2 separate regions of the Mus musculus genome follow, and region 1 is linked to region 2. A link is a contact called in public HiChIP or PLAC-seq data. All regions are on one chromosome and are shown on one strand. The core of a region is the stretch at or near the end of the contact, and the rest is flanking DNA. Distances in the headings are between cores, read along the strand shown. Region 1 overlaps Gm281 (cadherin-related family member 3). Region 2 has its middle 140 kb from the start of Gm5087.

Region 1 (4,155 bases), core at 881-3,380, 760 kb after region 2:
CTTACAGTCTTGTTGAATAAGGGCACACCTGCCACAGATTATATAATAATCTGAAGCAGGCCATTTCTGGATGATCACCTGGTAGTTATTTGCTTGTCTCATTATGGCTCCTGGCACCCACCTACCTATCTGAGAACTTGTAATTCCTTGCTCAGATCATATTTGCAATTTTATTCTGTGTGTATTTCCTTAATTAACAGGCATCCCCATATGTAAGTAAGTGCATTGAGAGTAAGGCATTACCTTGCATCTGATGAGACCCTCAATAGGTACCTGTAAAACTGCTGCTCCTTGTTATTCTTAAGGAATTTAAAAATGTCTGACACACCATAAAGTCTCACAGAATAAAAGGTTAAATTAATTAAAAGCATGCAAGAGGGCCAGGCATGTTAGTACATGCTATAATCTCTGCACTTTGAAGGCCAAGAAAAGACATCAGGAGTTCAAGGCCAACCTAAACTGCATAACACAAACCACACACACACACACACACACACACATCTAAACAAGCAATAAAATGTAAGACAGAAGATAGTCTCATTTAAATCTCTTGAGTTATGCTAATATTATCTGCCTCCATACTTACATCCCACACATGTGAGGATCTGTAGGACAGCACAAAAGGATGTGCTGTGGGGCTGGCATTGAGGATAACAGGATCTCCAACCAGAGAAGTGTGAGGTGAGAGAGACATGGTGACCGTGGCAGCCCGTGTATGATAAGAGGCATTTTCCAGGAGGGGGCCCGCATTCTCCACAACAAAATTTGGAGCAGCTTGAACACCTTAGTGAAAACACAAAACTAGACTTTACATTCCTACAAGGCTTCCCAAACCCTTTCATGTGTGAAGCCCCAGAGGAAAAGCACACTACCCGCTTAGTACCTTTTTTCTTGGAATTCTGAATAGTAAAATGATTGTTGAGGGTCTGAGACCTTTTGTTACAGGTGAGCTTGCAAAAAGTACTGCTAGTTCTGTTTTGCGCTGAAGAAAGTTAAAAGTATAGGAATGGCTTTATGTGACACAGCCATGCAATGGCAGAGCTAGAATTTTAATCCCAAATTTACCAGATTCATATCCATTATTCTTAAATGGTTGAAACTATTTTATGAATCAGAGTAAAAATGTTAGAATATCAAAAGTTCTCAGAATTTCAAATTTGGGAGATGCACCTATCTACAAAGTGATAGCTGTGGCTCTGAAGGTGACAGAGGGGAACTGATCAAGGGGACATTTTTGAATCTCACACTTTGACTCAGGTCCCCGTCTTCCCTCTTACTAGCCTTACAAACACTAGGCTAGCTACCCATGCTTTCTAAAGCTGGAAAGCAACTGCTGTCATTCCATTAGAAATGTCTTTGTCTGAACCTCATGGGCATCTGATCACCATTACTACAATGTAGATCATTGGCCATCATTCTCAATATATATTTCCTAGTCTAGTCACAGCAGTTGTAGATTTCATCTTACAAGTCACTATATATTTTGTTAGACACTGTGTGAAAGGCTGATAGAAATGGCTTTCCAAGTGACATTGTTTTCTATGAATATCATCTACCCTGCAGTATTGAGAAATTATCACTCAAAATCACAATGTGTTCAGAGCAAAGAGTCATTAAGCACCTCACAGAACTGGCCTTCTTTACTCCTCCTTTTCCCTCTTTCCTCGTTTTCTTTCCTAATTTCAACTGACTCTTGTCTTTAACTAAGGCAGAATCTGGCTAGAATCTCAGAACTTCTTAGAAATTGACAAGATTATGTTGGCACCCTAAAAACAAAACCCTTTGGCCTTCCCTCTTAGCATTACCATTTCAGGTCCACCCCCTGAAGACCTCATGGAGCCATACCACACAGGTGGCACTACCCACCTGCCCACCCAGATAGGCTCTTGCCGCCAGCAGAGAACTCTGTTGATCTGTGTACCTCATACAGCTAGCTCCATGAAGCATTCAGTACTGGCTCCTACAACCTGAAGACTACTCAGAGCCATGCACCTCATACAAGTGATACAGCCCACCCTGCAATCATTTCATAAGAAGCCTGACCACCCAAGGAGCCACATCTCTCCCACAATCCTCCTGACTACACACTGAACTTCCCTATTTTCCCTATGTGTGCTGTCCCCACCCTTTGTGTTGAATAGAGCTCACTCTACACAGAGCAGCTAGACTTAGTGAATCACATCAGAAGGCAGCAGAAGAATGTGCTGCCCTTTGAATGCTGGTCAGGCAGAGAATAGAGGACTCTCAAAAGACTAGGAAGAGAACCTGGAATCTTCAGCACAAGTTCCACATAAGAAAACAAGGCCTCAAACCCTCAAAATCCTGAACATTGTACTTTTCAATCCGGAAAGAAGAAAGATGACTTGAGCAAAAGAAACACCCAACTAACACATTATTCCAGATGCACAAGTCCTACCACAGAAACAAAAGTAAACAAAAACATGACAGTATGTCACCCACAGAAGTTACTAATTTCATAGTAATAAATCTGATTGAAAATGACCTGGGGGATCTTACAAAGAATTATGGTAACTATGAGCAAATGATGCAAAGGTCATCCCAGCAAAGGAAAAGAACTAGGCTTATCCCCATCTAGCTTCAAGTGAATGAGACCCAAACTATGACTTATTCATTAGGCTCTGCCCAATTAGTGGGGATTACCCCTAGTAATTTTCTAACACTAGACTGATGACTTCCTAAATTGTGCTCCCCAAATACTTGAGTTCTGAATCTTCCCAGTTATTTCTGCTCCAGTGGTCTGGTGTGTAGCCTCCCATAAGCCTGAAGCAGGCTAGCCAGAATTTGACCCTGCTGCTACTAAGGAGATTATCTAGGGTGGAGCCTTCCTACCTAGATCACTCTATTGTTCTGCCACCTCCAAGGTTCCTCTTCAAGATACTGCTACCTGCTGAGAGGCGCACCCCACCCCCACCCCGCCCCCGGAGCTATTCTGGAGACTATGTCCTATCTTGCACGTCATCGCCTGCAGCTGGTTCCAGGCTCCAAGGATGAATTGGCAGGAATGGACTTTCCCCCCTCTTTTATAAAGCGTGTCCGCCATTAAAAATTTGAACCTTGAGCAGGCTAGCATGTCTTGGTTCCATTATTTCTCAACTCGCCTAGGCTCCCTCTTTTCTTCCAGATTCCAAGATGCCTTCCCGGCTCGAACCCGGACATGTTCGAGCTGCTGGCCGGCCCCAACACTGGTGTTCTTGGGAGGCGTTTTACTCTGGACCATGCTGCTGGTTCATCATGACTAATGGAGACATCCTGTTCTCTCATTCTTCTCTTCCTCTGTGCTCCTTCTCTCTCCTTTTTTCTTTCTCCAACTGTCCCTGCCTCTGACCCCCACACACATAATGAATGCATAACTCAAAGCTCCATCTCTCTATTCTCCCCTATAATTAATTGTAGCCATTTTATTTAACCAATGTTTTTAAATTGGGGAGTAAGATTTGCACAACAAAGGCTGATGTACATGGAAATTTGCTCATCTTGGAGCAACCAGATCTTGGGGTACAGAATTTAGCATTTGAATGCATAGCAGTATCTGACCAACCCCCAACAAAGAGCTGAATTAAATAAGGGAATCAACCCAAGATATATAAATTAAATTCAAAAGAGAAATAGAATTGCTAAAGAAAGGCCAAACTAAGCCGGGCGTGGTGGCACACGCCTTTAATCCCAGCACTCGGGAGGCAGAGGCAGGCGGATTTCTGAGTTCGAGGCCAGCCTGGTCTACAAAGTGAGCTCCAGGACAGCCAGGGCTATACAGAGAAACCCTGTCTCGAAAAAACAAAAAACAAACAAAACAAAAAAAAAAAAAACAAAAAACAAAAAAAAAGAAAGGCCAAACTACAATGATGCTGGAAATTAAAAACTCAGTCAGTCAAATTAAAAACTAGTTGGAAAGCCTCCCCAACAAAACAATTCATGTCAGAAACAGAAAGTGGGCTACAAGAAAAAGTAAAAGAATTGAATCATGCCTTAATAATCAATGAGAATTTCTAAGTAAGCATATGAATCCACATGGTAGAGCTTGGGAGCATATGAAAAGGCCTAAGTTTTGAGTTATGAGGTAGGAGAAGAATACAATAGCAAAGGCATAGAGGATATTTTCAATCCAATAATAGAAGCTTTCCCAAACCTAGATGT
Region 2 (4,431 bases), core at 1,544-4,043:
AGCCACGTAGAAGGGTCAAAGTGTCCACTGAGGCCTGGGAACACTAGAGACCTTCTGTCATATTGTGGGCCAAGTTTTGGCCCTGCCACTCCAGCAGTCAAGCCTTAGGGGAGTCTCTTGAGTTCCCTGCACCTTATGCTCTTCAGTTACATAAAAGGAGCCAGCTCAGTCACTCTGCTCTCTCACAGATGGGAGAAAGACAATGAAAGCATCCCCCAAACTATAAATCTCTAAGCAGATGGGAGGAAAGCCATCGACGAAACAATAAATGACACAGCAGAAACCATAAAGAATCAAAGGTGGGTCTAGACATTCATTTATGTAGTCATTTAATATTTATTGAGTGCCTTGTGTATATTAGGCCCTGTGCTGAGAGCTGGAGATTAGTGGTGAATAAGACAGATGACACTATCACCTTCCAGGAGGGAAATAAATACTGAACATCTGATGGTGTGTGAGCATTATAGAAGGAAAGGGCAAAGTGGTATCTATGAGAGAAACAGGGAGAGTTTTCTTGATGGACCTTCGTGTTACATGAACTAAGTCTTCAGCATGGGATGGAATGAGACTAACAAAGTAACAAGCATGCAGAAGTTCCTGAGCAGAAAGCAACAACTCAAATCTCTTTGAGTTTGAGTCTAATATGTCTACATAGTGAGTTCCAGGAGAGCCAGGGCTACAGGCATGGTAGCCTGTTTGTGACCTCAGTCTTGGAGAGGCAGATGATCTATGGGGCACCCTGGCCAGTCAGCCTAGCCTACTCAGGCACAATCTAAGCCAATAAGAGACCTAATCTCAAAACAACAACAACATGAACAAACAAACAAAACACCAAGGTGACAACATGGCTTCAGTAACAAAACTGAAGGCTGTCCTCTAGGCCTCCATATGCATGTGCTCCAAAGCACTACCACGGATGATGATGCCAATGATGACCACAACAGCAACAACAACAACAGAATGTCGAGGCCTGATGCAGTGGTACCAGACAGTAAGGACAGTGGCTCAGAGAAGAAACCAATATCAGCAGTGGGGCTTAAACTGAATCCAGATATCAGTTGAAGGTTGAGCTTATGCAAATTTCTTCACAGAAGAATTGCAATTGGGAAAGAGAGGCAGTGATTCCAAGATTTCTGGCTTGGGCAGCTAAAAGGTTTAGCTGAGTGTCCCGTTTACAAAATCAGGGAACTAGAACAGGTCAATAAGGGGAATAAAACTGCACCCCAGTGGAATTCTGCCTTTGATCTCTAAATGGTGCTATTGAGAGGACAGCTAGCTAGAGAAGTATGGACCAGAGAAACAGTCAAGCACTGCTGACAAACTGCAAAAGAGCCATCCACTCATGCCCCTGATACACTGCCACGTTAGGATTGGTGGGAGGTGGGGAGCTTTCTCTTTAGGTCGTGATCAATCTTCTCAGTCCTCTTCAAGACAACCGTACCAAAGTTGCTAATTCTGTATACCAGAGGGGAGGGCACACTTCCCAGAGAAATTCAGGTTGCAGGCCACAGGTTTCTCTTCCCAGAGAAATTCAGGTTTATGGCCACAACAAATGGTAGCACTTTCTCTGCCCTTCTCCCCTCTCATCCCTTTCTTCTTCCTTCCTCCTTTCCTAAGAACTGCATTAAAAGTGCAAAACATGGTGGCTTTTCGAGGTCATGGTTAGGTTCTACCAGACATGCAGCTTGAAAGCAAACAGTTCCATGTCAGATGATTTGCCTTTCCCAGTCAGCATGCTGGGTAAAGTTCTGCACTTCTCTGTTGCTGCCTTCTGGTGGTCATCCACATTTCTCTCCTTAACTTTATTTTATGATTGAATTGAGGGAAATTGATCTGAGTTGAAACACTTTCTAGCTTCCTGTAGTTAAACTTTTTTTCTGTCCCAAGCAACAGTGGGGCTGCCTTTTATTTGATAAAGCTGAGAACTAAAGTGTTGCGGATAGCCCTGGGGCTAATTATATTTGATGTTAATTTCGTTCTCCTGTGAGTGGCTTCAAACAAAGAACAACAAATAAGTCAGCACTCAGGTGATTTCCTATAAACCTGCTTCCCACCTCAATTTGTAAAATAAAGGAGAGCTAACGATTGGGCAGATAAAAGGGAAGGTGGAAGAGGGAAGAAGGAGAAAATGGAAGAGGAAAAGGATTCAGAGAAGGAAGAAGAAAAAAGAGCAGAGCAGAAGCACATGGCAAGTTCTAAGGGGTTGCACAGATGTGGAAGATGGTAGTATAGCAGTAGATCTGCCCAATCTAGGCAGTTAATATATAATCACATTAACTGAGTTGTGTTTTCATTGCCAGGGCATATTTGGGATGGAGAGATTTACTGCAAAACTGAAGGACCATGCTTTGTCCTTGGGAGAGCTGCCTTAGGAGCTTTTGACAGTTTAAAATTAAGTGGCAGCATTTACAAGCTGCCCTTGACCCTGTCCCATAATATCTCTTGGCCTTAATTTCCCCATTTGTGAAGTGTTGCTAAGTACCTTGCCCCAGGGAAGTGAAATGGTGCCATCTGAACACAGTGCATCTGAATACAGTGCTTGATACCATTTTAAGAGTCTGTAGTTATGATTGTCATTACTATCATTGCATAGAGCCAGAAGTTTGGATTCAACTTGTGACAACACATCCTGTGCTGGTAGGAGCTGTAATGAAGAATACAAAAGCACCAGCTGAAAATCAGCTTAAATTAACTTCTGAATAAAGTGAAAGTGGGTTATTATGGTGATGGGAGCAAGGCTGACCTGGGAGGGCATAGCCAGTCTGAATAAAGGTTTTGACAATTTTCTCCAGTGATCTGTGCTTGAGAAAAGAAGAAAGCACTAGCATCTTAATGACAATACTTTCCCCCTAAAGCATCAACCTTAGTATTGTCTAACTTTGTCAGGTGACCAATGTGACCACACCCATCAAGAGGTAAGGTTAAGAAAGAGAAACCAGTCTTTGTAGGCTATAGGAAAAAATGATACACAGCCAGCTAGCTCTTTAAAGTCTATTGTACGTGTTACATTCAGAGACAGGCAAACAGTGCTGTTTAAAGCTGTTTGGATTTAGGGTTGGGCTCTTGATACCAGATTTGAACCCAAAGCCTCATCATCAAAGTAGGTGCTATACTATGGAGCTAGATCATTAGCCCAACTATTTGGATGTTTAATTAGTCCTTACTTTTGTCTAGTGATTTTCCATTCATTTTCTTTTATTCATTTAAGATACTCAACTATTCTAAAAGTATTTTAACATCTGTTCCATTGCTTACCCCATGGATATGTTGTGAGACAGCTACTGAGGGGAGGCTTGAGAAATGAAATAATAAGGATGTTACCCGGTTTGCTCACAGAGGCAGTCTTCTACAAAGCCACTGTTCACTGTCAGTGTGGTCTCTAAATTTCTAGAAATTAAAGAAAAGAATTATGCCAATCCTCTGGAATTTAAATTTGTGTTCTGTTTTGTTTTACCTAGTAATCAACACCTGAAAATTCTTTGACTGTTACGGCCATGTGTGTATTTTAATTTTGCTGAAGCACAAGTCTGAATTGCCAAAAGGCTCTCTTGTGGAAGTTTGCATACCATGCATCGTAGGTCAGTAATGTTCACTAGGACTTTAGAAGTATATTGCTGCCAGATATACCATGATACCATGGTAACAAAAATGATTTTTCCAGCCTGGCACCTGTACTTCATTTTTCAGTAAGAGTTCCTTGGGCTTGCTTTGGGTTTAGTACCCTACACATTAGATGGTGTCTCAGTAGTGTGAAGCTATGAAGCTTAGCTCTCAATGGAAAGTATCTGGGTGTCTCACCCAAGTTCACTCAGTTTCTCTCTTCAATGAGTTTTCATCTGGAAGTGAGACACACATTGACTGAAAATGGTGAGTGAACACTTAGCTTATCCCGGAAATACTGCAAATACTCTCTGTTCATTCTCATGGTTGCCAGAGAAGTTTGCTAAACTTTTCTCAGTACTAAGTACTTGAGAGTGTGAGTCCTTGCCTCAGCCACTTAATTGCTACTGTAATGACAGTGGGCACTTCCACACAGGCTCATTGAATTTGCTTGTGTTCCATAAGATGTGGACAGGCAAAATTTCACTTTGGGCTACAGTCTACAAAACTGTAGTTTTACAGATTCAGAGGTGGTTTGGCTCCTGCTCTTTACTAGATATTTTCAACTTTTCTTCTTGTTCTAAGATTCCTGTTTCCCAAGTGATTACTTGGTATGTCTTGTGCATCCACCACTTATGACTGACACCCAAGAGCGCTTACTGAAAGTGAGATTCTTGGCTCTCAAGTGAGTCAATATGAGTGTCTACATGTAGCAATGCATCTTCTCTGTGATGCCCATTAATATATAAAAGAAAAGGTGGGAAGCTTTAACTTTTTCAAACTTATTTATTTTATTTTCTGTGTATGAGTATTCTTCCTGTATCTATGTAT

What was found. HiChIP or PLAC-seq counts read pairs in DNA pulled down with a chosen protein or histone mark.
Region 1: a contact with region 2 is called in an H3K27ac HiChIP or PLAC-seq map of embryonic stem cells, with 5 times the contacts expected there. The contact joins two enhancer-like sites. A contact is called at or near these places in 1 of 39 promoter capture datasets (stem cell-derived epiblast-like cells) and 1 of 115 datasets of contacts at active chromatin or transcription factors (embryonic stem cells).

What each region holds. Positions count from the first base shown.
Region 1 is chr14:13,904,486-13,908,640 of GRCm38.p6, forward strand. Gm281 (cadherin-related family member 3) reads right to left here. Exons shown (of 15, transcript XM_011244864.1): 2 at 587-783. Among named protein-coding and RNA genes, the nearest start is that of Gm281, 8.0 kb to the right of the region's middle. Within about 2 kb of position 2,131, at least 7 of the 459 cell types and tissues checked have an H3K27ac peak or open chromatin away from gene starts, as enhancers often do. A contact at or near this core is called in embryonic stem cells, where this site is marked.
Region 2 is chr14:13,146,973-13,151,403 of GRCm38.p6, forward strand. No RefSeq gene overlaps it. Among named protein-coding and RNA genes, the nearest start is that of Gm5087, 140 kb to the right of the region's middle. Within about 2 kb of position 2,794, at least 5 of the 459 cell types and tissues checked have an H3K27ac peak or open chromatin away from gene starts, as enhancers often do. A contact at or near this core is called in embryonic stem cells, where this site is marked.